2 separate regions of the Pan troglodytes genome follow, and region 2 is linked to region 1. The links are chromatin contacts, called in public Hi-C maps. All regions are on one chromosome and are shown on one strand. Each heading gives the region's core, a stretch centred on a gene start, on an enhancer-like site or on the middle of the called end of the contact. The rest is flanking DNA. Distances are from core to core; before and after follow the strand shown. Region 1 overlaps RPS6KA2 (ribosomal protein S6 kinase A2). Region 2 overlaps RNASET2 (ribonuclease T2).

What was found. A called contact is a pair of places that touch in the nucleus more often than the background predicts.
Region 2: a contact with region 1 is called in a Hi-C map of stem cell-derived neural progenitor cells, with 5 times the contacts expected there. The contact joins two enhancer-like sites. A contact is called at or near these places in 1 of 7 Hi-C or Micro-C datasets (stem cell-derived neural progenitor cells) and 1 of 1 datasets of contacts at active chromatin or transcription factors (stem cell-derived excitatory neurons).

Annotation. Positions count from the first base shown.
Region 1 is chr5:178,908,176-178,912,751 of NHGRI_mPanTro3-v2.0_pri, forward strand. The region is part of intron 3 of RPS6KA2 (ribosomal protein S6 kinase A2); the gene reads right to left. Among named protein-coding and RNA genes, the nearest start is that of RPS6KA2, 63 kb to the right of the region's middle. Within about 2 kb of position 1,251, at least 5 of the 24 cell types and tissues checked have an H3K27ac peak or open chromatin away from gene starts, as enhancers often do. A contact at or near this core is called in stem cell-derived neural progenitor cells, where this site is marked.
Region 2 is chr5:179,056,337-179,061,196 of NHGRI_mPanTro3-v2.0_pri, forward strand. RNASET2 (ribonuclease T2) reads right to left here. Exons shown (of 9, transcript XM_001136814.7): 3 at 1,074-1,129. Among named protein-coding and RNA genes, the nearest start is that of RNASET2, 7.1 kb to the right of the region's middle. Within about 2 kb of position 2,330, at least 7 of the 24 cell types and tissues checked have an H3K27ac peak or open chromatin away from gene starts, as enhancers often do. A contact at or near this core is called in stem cell-derived neural progenitor cells, where this site is marked.

The DNA.
Region 1 (4,576 bases), core at 1-2,500:
CGTCAGCTCTTTCCCAAAAGTGATCTGTCTAGGAACTTCTCTGGCCAATCCGTTTCCCAGACCCCTTTACAATCTCCTGCCCCCTTCTCCATAGACAGGTGCATCTTGGACCTCGCACCCATCCCAAACCCCTCTCCAGGGTGTGTTCCTGGTGGTGGCGCCCTCCCTAGAGCACAGCGCCAGAGAGAGCGCCCCTGTGAATATCAGCAGCCAATTGTACCCAGTGACTAAGGAAACCAGCCTTCAGCAAATGCGGTGGTTTCCTATTCTCTGCTTTCCACAAAATTGAAAGAGAGCCTATTCAAGTTGTCAGCTGAGAGAGCTTTAAAAACAATCTTGTATAACAAGCACAACGTGCTTTTTGGCATACAACTTGAAAGGAGCTCAAAAACCAGTGACATTATTATAGCAAATCTTTTTCCATTTCCATCTTTCATTCCCATTTATGTGAACAAGTTTGCTTTAGCTCATAAAAATGAAACTACAGAAAATCTCAGTGCCGAGCCTGTTTTTGGAGCACCCCATGGGTCTGTGAACCCGGGCAGGGGCCCATCCCCAGCATCGCTGATATTGAATTTCTGAGATTTTAATTTTATAAGAGTCAATTTTTTAAAAACTATTTAAATTTTAATCAATTGTATACTACTAATAATTATAAGGATAATTCAAAGAAACAACATTTAGAGTCTGTGGTTACAGAAAATTACATTTAAAAAACACATTCAATTTATATACAGATTTTTTACTGTAAGAATATAAAGGTGATGAATAAAGACTTTTAAGCCAAAAAGTATACCTATCACACTGGCATAATATCCTAAAGGAGTAGTTAGAATGGAAATTTGAGCTTATAGAGAAAAAGGAGTCACAAAAAAAATTGCATGCTCAGAAGGAAAGCATTTTCATGTTTTTTTTTTTTTTTCAAAGGATGAGAGTGGTTGTGAAATCACTACGGTAATTGGATTCCAGCGGAAACACTTGAGTAGTGCGAGAGTTTTATTTTGGAATATCAATGTTTTGAAAGGCCAGAAGATATACTTTTTTCAACTAATAAACCTTACTTTTAGCTGAGTATTTTTTTTTTTATTTTAATAGTTTTGGGGGAACAGGCAGTGTTTGGTTCCATGGATAAGTTCTTCAGTGGTGATTTCTGCGATCTGGGTGCCCCTGTCTCCGGAGCAGTGTACACTGCAGCTGATGTGTAGTCCTTCATCCCTCACCCTCTCCCACCCTTCCGCCGAGTCCCCAGTAACAGGTCATGGCTGCGACCTCTCAGGAGACGCGCTAAGCACAGGCCCCAGGCCTGCCTGGTGGGTATTTGCTCAGAAGCTCTTTGTGGAGACCGTGGGTTCCTTTTAAACACCAGGTATTTTTTTGTTTCTGGCAGTCTCCAGCCTAATACACTCATTTGAATCCTGGAAAATAGATCACTCTGTTTCAATTAGGCCAACTCCTCAGGAGTTCTAGAAAAATATTTTAAGCCAGTGACTCATTGAAGTCCCAGATGACAGTACCCTCTGGGGCAATTAGGCCAACGTACCAGGAGGCCGGCAAAGAGGCTTCCAGTGGCTCTGACAGGTTGCCACTGTGTCTGCCCTCAGCCCCTAGAGCACGGGGAGGACATGGGGGAGCAGCCCAGCTCCCGGACAGTTCTGCGGCACAGTCTAGGGCTCTGCATTCTGGCCTCCTGCCACATCCAGGGCGCTGAATGCCATGGTGTGTGTCCTTCCACAATGCATACACTGGAACACAAACGTCAGCGTGATAGCATTAAGAAGTGACTAAGTCATGAGGGCCCCATCCTTATGAATGGGACTAGTGGACCTTATAAAAGGCCCTTCCACCTCCTGTCATGTGAGGACACAGCACTTAGCCCCTCTGGAGGACGCAGCAACAGGGTTCTGTCTTGGAAGCAGAAATGGGTCCTCACCAGACACTGAACCTACAGTGCCTCGATCTTGGACTTCCGGCCTCCAGAACTGTGAAAAAGAAATTTCTGTTATTTGTAAGTCACCTGGTCTAGGGTGTTTTGTTACAGCAACCTGAACAAAGACAGTTGGCCTTCCTTTATCTGAGATCATTTTAAACACCATTATCCTCAACTCAATCATTTCCTTAACTCAAGGAAGATATCTGATTTCATGGCAGGCACTGGAAATATATGCCTTTGGTTTTCCCTGTAATTGCAAAGAAAATTTATATGTAAAATAACTGAAACAGGACTCCTCATTTCAGCATTTAAAGCAAAAGTCTTTAAAGTTAATAAAACTTCTATTCTACGATAAAAATTGTATAAATGCCAAAGTTTTGGATGTAACAGAAATGAGAGTGATACTGAGAAATTCTCTAGGCGGTCATGGAAATAAGAAGACAAAGAAAAAAATTTAAACCATGGTATGTGCACTTTTGTAAATGGTTTTGCTGCAAGTGCAGTGAGGAGTTTTGTAGTGATTTAATTGTGTCTACTTTTATAAAAATTTAAAGCATTCAAAAGAATCTGATATGCTAAACTCGTGAAAAGTTTAATTGATAAAGCTTGCAATCAAAACATAAAACATAAAGATAGTATCCAGGGAGAAAAGAAACACAGCTAAGTAAAAGCGGAGGAGGTGGGGAGAGGAAAAGAATCTAAAGGAAAGGGAGGTTTATTTTATTTTATTTTATTTTATTTATTTTGAGATGAGGACTCACTCTGGTACCCAGGCTGGAATGGAGCAGCGCAATCATAGCTCACTGCAGCCCCCAACTCATAGGCTAAAGTGATCCTCCTGCTTCAGCTTCCCAAATAGCTGGGACTACAGGTGCATGCCACCATGCCCAGCTAATTAAAAAAATAATGTTTCGTGAAGATAAAGCCTTGCTGTGTTGCCCAGGCTGGTCTCCAACTCCTGGCCCCAAATGTTCCTCCTGCCTCAGCCTCCCAAAGTGCAGGGATTACAGGCATAAGCCACCACACACCTGGCTTGATGTTTAATGAGTCTAATTTTATTCATTTTGCTATATTCAAGTTTTTTTTTTTTTTTTTTTTTTTGGTTCTGCAAGTTGTGTTTTTTAATTTTACAATGCACCATCAACATTTTTTCCATGTAACAGATGAACATTTCCTACTGAGAACACTGCGTTGCAGATAGGTCAAAAGGCTGCTAGCAACAGGAGGGATGCCTAAAGTAAAGTATTACCGTAACGTTAAAGCACATGGCCTGGTAAATGCCTGCCAGGGACACTACACATAAGGAATGTCTTCAATGTCCCTTCGTGGGGCCCTGCAGCCACCCCTGAATTCCCTTGGACCTCTAGGGTAGAAGGGGTCCTGTAAATTTCTTTGCATCCACAAAAACGCCCCCAATTTCTGTTTGCTTTTTCTCTTCTCATCCTGCACCTTAGCCATATTGTCAAATTCTCTTATATTCAAGTTTTAAAAGTTAAAATTATTTTATCTTTATTTAAAATGTTCTGCATAAATATATTCATGCACATAATTTTCAAACAATGAGTATATTTGACTGCAAAACTTCATATTTTGAGAAATCAAATGAGTTAAATTTGTAAGTTCTTTGCCTTTTAGTTGTGTGAATGGTTTATAATTGACTAGAGAAAAACAATTGAGAAGGAAAGTATTTAACAGTGTTTAAGATAATATAAATTCAAAAATCTGAGAGGAAAATTACAAAAAAAATTTTTTTAAATCCCTCCCTAGGCCAGGCGTGGTGGCTCACACCTGTAATCCCAGCACTTTGGGAGGCCGAGGCAGGCGGATCATGAGGTCAGGAGATCGAGACCATCCTGTCTAACACGGTGAAACCCCATCTCTACTAAAAATACACACACACACAAAAACAAATCAGCCAGGCGTGGTGGCGGGCGCCTGTAGTCCCAGCTACTCAGGAGGCTGAGGCAGGAGAATGGCATGAACCCGGGAGGTGGAGATTGCAGTGAGCCGACGTCACGCAACTGCACTCCAGCCTGGGCAACAGAGTGAGACTCCATCTCAAAAAAAAAAAAAAAAAAATCAATCCCTCCCTAGACATTAGGAAGAGTAAAGAAGGAAATTACTTTTAGTTCATCGTAGTGGCCCTTTATTTTTACTTATTCATTCAAGGAAAAAAACTCTAGAAAAATAGACTACATAAAACATAAGATTTAAAAATAAGACCAGATTTCGGATTTTGGAAGGTCTTATGTGCTCAGAATGAGTTAAAATTCAGACGAAAAGAGATAGAAGCTCTCACATAACAGTGAGGCTGCCTTTGCTGCACAACCGTCTGCCAGACACTAACGGGAATGTTTTCTGGGCTGACTCATTTGGTCTTTAGAGGGGAAGACTCTCTGAAGAGCATCCCTCTGAGGGGACTGTGATGGGCTCCCCCAGTTTGCAGCTGGAGAAACTGAGACATGAAAACTGGTTGATCTGTCCAGGTGCACTCAGGTGGCCACGACTCAGCCAATTCCTCGGACGAAACTACATCAGAATAAAGTTTAGCCAGCGGTTGAACATTTGTCACTCATTAAGAAATAGAGAAAATTAGACAAGCCATCTTACTAATAAAGACAAAAGAATTTACTTGAATGTAACCAT
Region 2 (4,860 bases), core at 1,080-3,579, 150 kb after region 1:
CATTGCAAAGCTTCATTCCAGCCCCAGAAATGAAACGGCCATGATGAGCAGAGGTACAATCAGAGCATTTGGTCACAGCGGAGAGGACACCACGCAAAGTCTAGGAAAGCCAGGAGCCCCAGAGACAGGAGGTCAAGGTTATCTGACCAGACAGAGAAGAAAGTGAAATCCGAAGCCAAGTACCTACATTCCAGTTTAACTTGTTTTCCACCAATCCCTCTTCCTAAGGAGCCAGGAGGCACCAATTAAGCTAAAAGGGCCCTTTTCAATCCCGGCATCGAGGCAGTGGGACAAAACTGGTCCTTCAGATGGGGCGATTGATGTGCACAGTTCAGCGTCACAAGTATGTCCATGTTACATAGAAAAGAATTAACTAAACAAAACGCAGACAAAACCAGAATAATAAATTTGAGTGTCTCTGAAATGTGTACGAGACGTGCATTTATGTATTTTCATGTAGTTATTTATAATAAACCCCAAGAGAAGAACAAAATGAGAAAATTAAAATGTAGTGACCCTGACATGTACCGAGAATCTGTAAACACTATTTTAAAAAGTGTTATTGGCTGGGCGCAGTGGCTCACACCTGTAATCCCAGCACTTTGGGAGGCCAAGGTGGATGGATCACCTGAGGTCAGGAGGTCGAGACCAGCCTGACAAACATGGTGAAATCCAGTCTCTACTAAAAATACAAAAAATGGCCGGGTGTGGTGGGGCGTGCCTGCAATTCCAGCTACTTGGGAGGCTGGAGCAGGAGAATCACTTGAACCTGGGAGGTGGAGGTTGCAGTGAGCCAAGATCGTGCCACTGCACTCCAGCCTAGGCAACAGAGTAAGACTCTGTCTCAGAAGAAGAAAAAAAAAAAAGTGTTATTGTTCTATGAAGACAGAATTAAAGAACAAGAGAATCAGGGTTCTGCTAGAAAGACTAAAGATATTTTTAAATAAGAATCTAGTCTATTGGATAAACTCCTGAAAACAAAAAACAAGAATAAATATTAAGACCACATTCAAGCTAGGGTTCCCAGTCAGCGAGCCTCTTCTGCCTAAGATTTAATTGTGTGAGACACTTGCCATAGTCCATGTATTGTCCAGTAATCCGGAGGGTCTCTACAGTCGTTTTGAATTTTCTAGGGAGAAAATACAACAAGAAAATGATTGGCTCTTTATTAAAATACACTTAGGAACCCTATTAAAATACATTTAGCAGCTAGTTGCAACATATGCCAACGAGACACAGGTACTGCACTAATAACACAAGCTAAAACCAGGGCTAGTTCACAATACATTGCTTACAACAACAGATCCATGAGGAAGCTACACTAGGGCTGGATGTTCTAAGCCAAACGTCAAACAACTGACTGAACAGAAACAGCCATTTTTGTTAAGCCATTCCTCAAATATTTGACTTAACAGAAACAGGTGTTTTTATGGGCCAGGCGCAGTGACTCATGCCTGTAATCCCAGCACTTTGGGAGGCCAAGGCGGGTAGATCACCTGAGGTCAGGAGTTCCAGACCAGCCTGGCCAACCTGGTGAAACCCCATCTCTCCTAAAAATACAAAATTAGCTGGGCGTGGTGGCAGGCGCTAATAGTCACTACTACTCCGGAGGCTGAGGCGGGAGAATTGCTTGAACTCAGTGAGCCGAGATCATGCCCTTGCACTCCAGCCTAGGTGACAAGAAAAAAACTGTGTCTCCAAAAAAAAAAAAAAAAAAAAGGCTGGGCACGGTGGCTCACGCCTGTAATCTCAGCACTTTGGGAGGCGGAGGTGGGCAGATCATGAGGTCAGGAGATCGAGACCATCCTGGCCAACCTGTGAAACCGTGTCTCTACTAAAAATACAAAAATTAGCCAGGCGTGGTGGTGGGCTCCTACAGTTCCAGCTCCTCAGGAGGCTGAGGCAGGAGAATAGCTTGAACCCGGGAGGCAGAGCTTGCAGTGAGCCGAGATCGCGCCACTGCACTCCAGCCTGAGTGATAGAGTGAGACTGCATCTCAAAAAAAAAAAAAAAAGAAAGAAATGAGCAAGGGCATAATCTGAGCCAGATAAGTGAAACTGCATTTTCATTTGTCAACAGAAAAATCAGTTGAGGAAGTAGAACAGAAAGTCCTTACTGCTCAGTGCTGGAGAAAGAGGGTCAGAGGCCAAAACCTGTAACTTCACCTCTGCCACTCAACTCTATCCCTCAGGGAACCCAGTTCAAAGCCAGAAGCTGGGCTCCTTTCCTGGAGGCAATGCGGAGAGCAAAGCCTGCACCACACGGGGCTCTGAGGGCTCTGCACAGCACTCAGTTCCCAGGCCTGCCTGCGTGGAGCTGTGGGAGAGCCCAGGACACTGGGAACCCGACAGGCAGACTGAGCATCTTTGACACAAGCATCTCATCAGAGGGGGCACCCGGGACAGCCCTCACTGCCTAGGAGGACACCTGGGCTGAAACAGAACCCCTCACCATGGCTGCCCAGTAGGAAATACACTCCTTAACAAGGACATTTTGCTACAGATTTTTTTTTAAATCTTGTTTCTAAAGCCTCAAGGCAAAGATGTGCCTCCACGCATATTTACATTCAGTGTGCAGGGACACACCCACGTTTTGTCATGTAAATGCCTCCCTGAATGCAGAGCAGCCTGGTCTCAGGCCCTGGAGGCAGATCCTTCAGTGTGGGTCAAAGACAGTGCTTAAGTTCCAGCTCCTCCTCCACGGTCCTTCCTTCCTTGGGAACCAAGGACTCCAGCAATCCCTCCCTATCTCAGAATGCCAGCTACACTCCCAACAATTGAAAGTTGGTGCCAGGCAGCTTCTGGCTCCTTCTGTCCACTGCCCCAACCCAAGGCAAGGAAACAGCATCAGGAGCGCAACATTAAGTCTGCAAAACTGAAAACGGGGCAATCTCGTGTACAGAAATGAGCAAGAGCATAATTTGAGCCAGATAAGCAAAATTTCATTTTCGTTTGTCATCAGAAAAATCAGTGAGGAAGTAGAAGCGAAAGTCACTACCACTCAGTGCTAGAGGCAAAACATAAAGCCTGCGTGCTCCTGACAGAATGTGGTGCTAGCTCAGCAACACGGTCAAACACTTGAGAAGTGTGCAATGCACACCAGGGTCAGCTTGATACACCGAGCAGGGTACGCCCTGAGGCGCAGATCCAGGCAGTGTCCTGGCTCTGGGTGCTCCAATGAGAAGGGCCTGGACACTGACGCCCTGAAGGGATGTGGGCATGGAGCAAAACGCAGCCAGATGATGAGGGGCCAGCCCGGAGGGCCGCGAGTGCCATGGGTGCCAAGCACAGCAAAGGAGGCAGGGAAGCTCTTGGGTCCTCTTCACTCACAGGACATGTTAATAAAATGTCCAATACATGGAGGGATGTAGGGACCAGCCCTACAGGGACTGTGGGTTTTTCTCCTCATGTGTGGAGACGAGAGATTGTAGAAATAAAGACACAAGACAAAGAGACAGAAGAAAAGACAGCTGGGCCCAGGGGACCACTACCACCAAGACGCGGAGACCAGTAGTGGCCCCGAATGCCTGGCTGCACTGTTATTTATTGGATACAAGGCAAAAGGGGCAGGGTAAGGAGTGTGAGTCATCTCCAATGATTGATAAGGTCACGTGAGTCACGTGTCCACTGGACAGGGGGCCCTTCCCTGTATGGCAGCGGAGGCGGAGAGAGAGAGAGGCCAGCTTACACCATTATTTCTTCTATGCATTTCAAAGACTTTTAGTACTTTCACTAATTCTGCTACTGCTATCTAGAAGGCAGAGCCAGGTGTACTGGGTGGAACATGAAAGTGAAACAGCAGTGTGACTGCTGAAGCACAGCACCACGGGGAGATGGTTAGGCCTCCAGATGGCTGTGGGCAGGCCTGACTGATATGAGGCCTATCCACAAGAGGTATGGTGAAGCAGAGTCTGCTATAACTCCCTTTCCCAGTCTGCTGAGTAACGGGTGCCTTCCCTAGGCACTGACGCTACCACTAGACCGAGGTCAGCTAAGTAATGGTTGCCTTCCCAGGCACTGGTGTTACCACTAGACCAAAGAGCCCTCTAGTGGCCCTGTCTGGGCGTGACAGAGGCTCACACTTGTCTTCTGGTCACTTCTCACCGTGCCCCTTCAGCTCCTATCTCTGTATGGCCTGGTTTTTCCTAGGCTGTAAATGTAGAGCAAAGATTATTATAATATTGGAATAAAGAGCAATGCTACAAACTGATGATTAATAATATTCATATATCATCATATCTATAATCTATTTCTAGTATAACTGTTCTCATTTTATATATTTTCTTTATTATACTGGAACAGCTTATGCCCTCGGTCTCTTGCCTTGGCACCTGGGTGGCTTGCCGCCCACAAAGGGAGGAGACAAACTGAGGCTTGCTGTGGGTTGAACCGTGTCCTCCCAAAAGATATATCCCTGTCCTAACCCCTCCTCCCATCTGTGAACATGACCCTACATGGACACAGTGTCTTTGCAGATGTCATCAAGAAAAGGTGATACCAGATTAGGGTGGGCCCTAAATCCAATTACTGGTGTCCTCATCAGAAGAGACAGAGAGACACAAAGTGGAGAACACACCGTGAAGGAGAAGGCAGAGACTGGGGTGATGGGTCAGCCCAGGAACGCAGAGGACCACGGGTCCTTACTAGAAGCTAGCAGAGAAACAGAACAAACTCTCTCAGAGCCTTCCAAGAGGAACCAACCCTTCTGACCCCTAGGTTGAAACTTCCCCTTCCAGAACCGTGAGAATAAATTCCTGAGGCTCTCAGCCACCCAGCTTGTGGCACTTTTGTTACAGCAGCCCTGGGAAGCTCACACACAGCCCTCCTGGAGGCAGTCTCTGTAGGAGACACCGCCCACCCG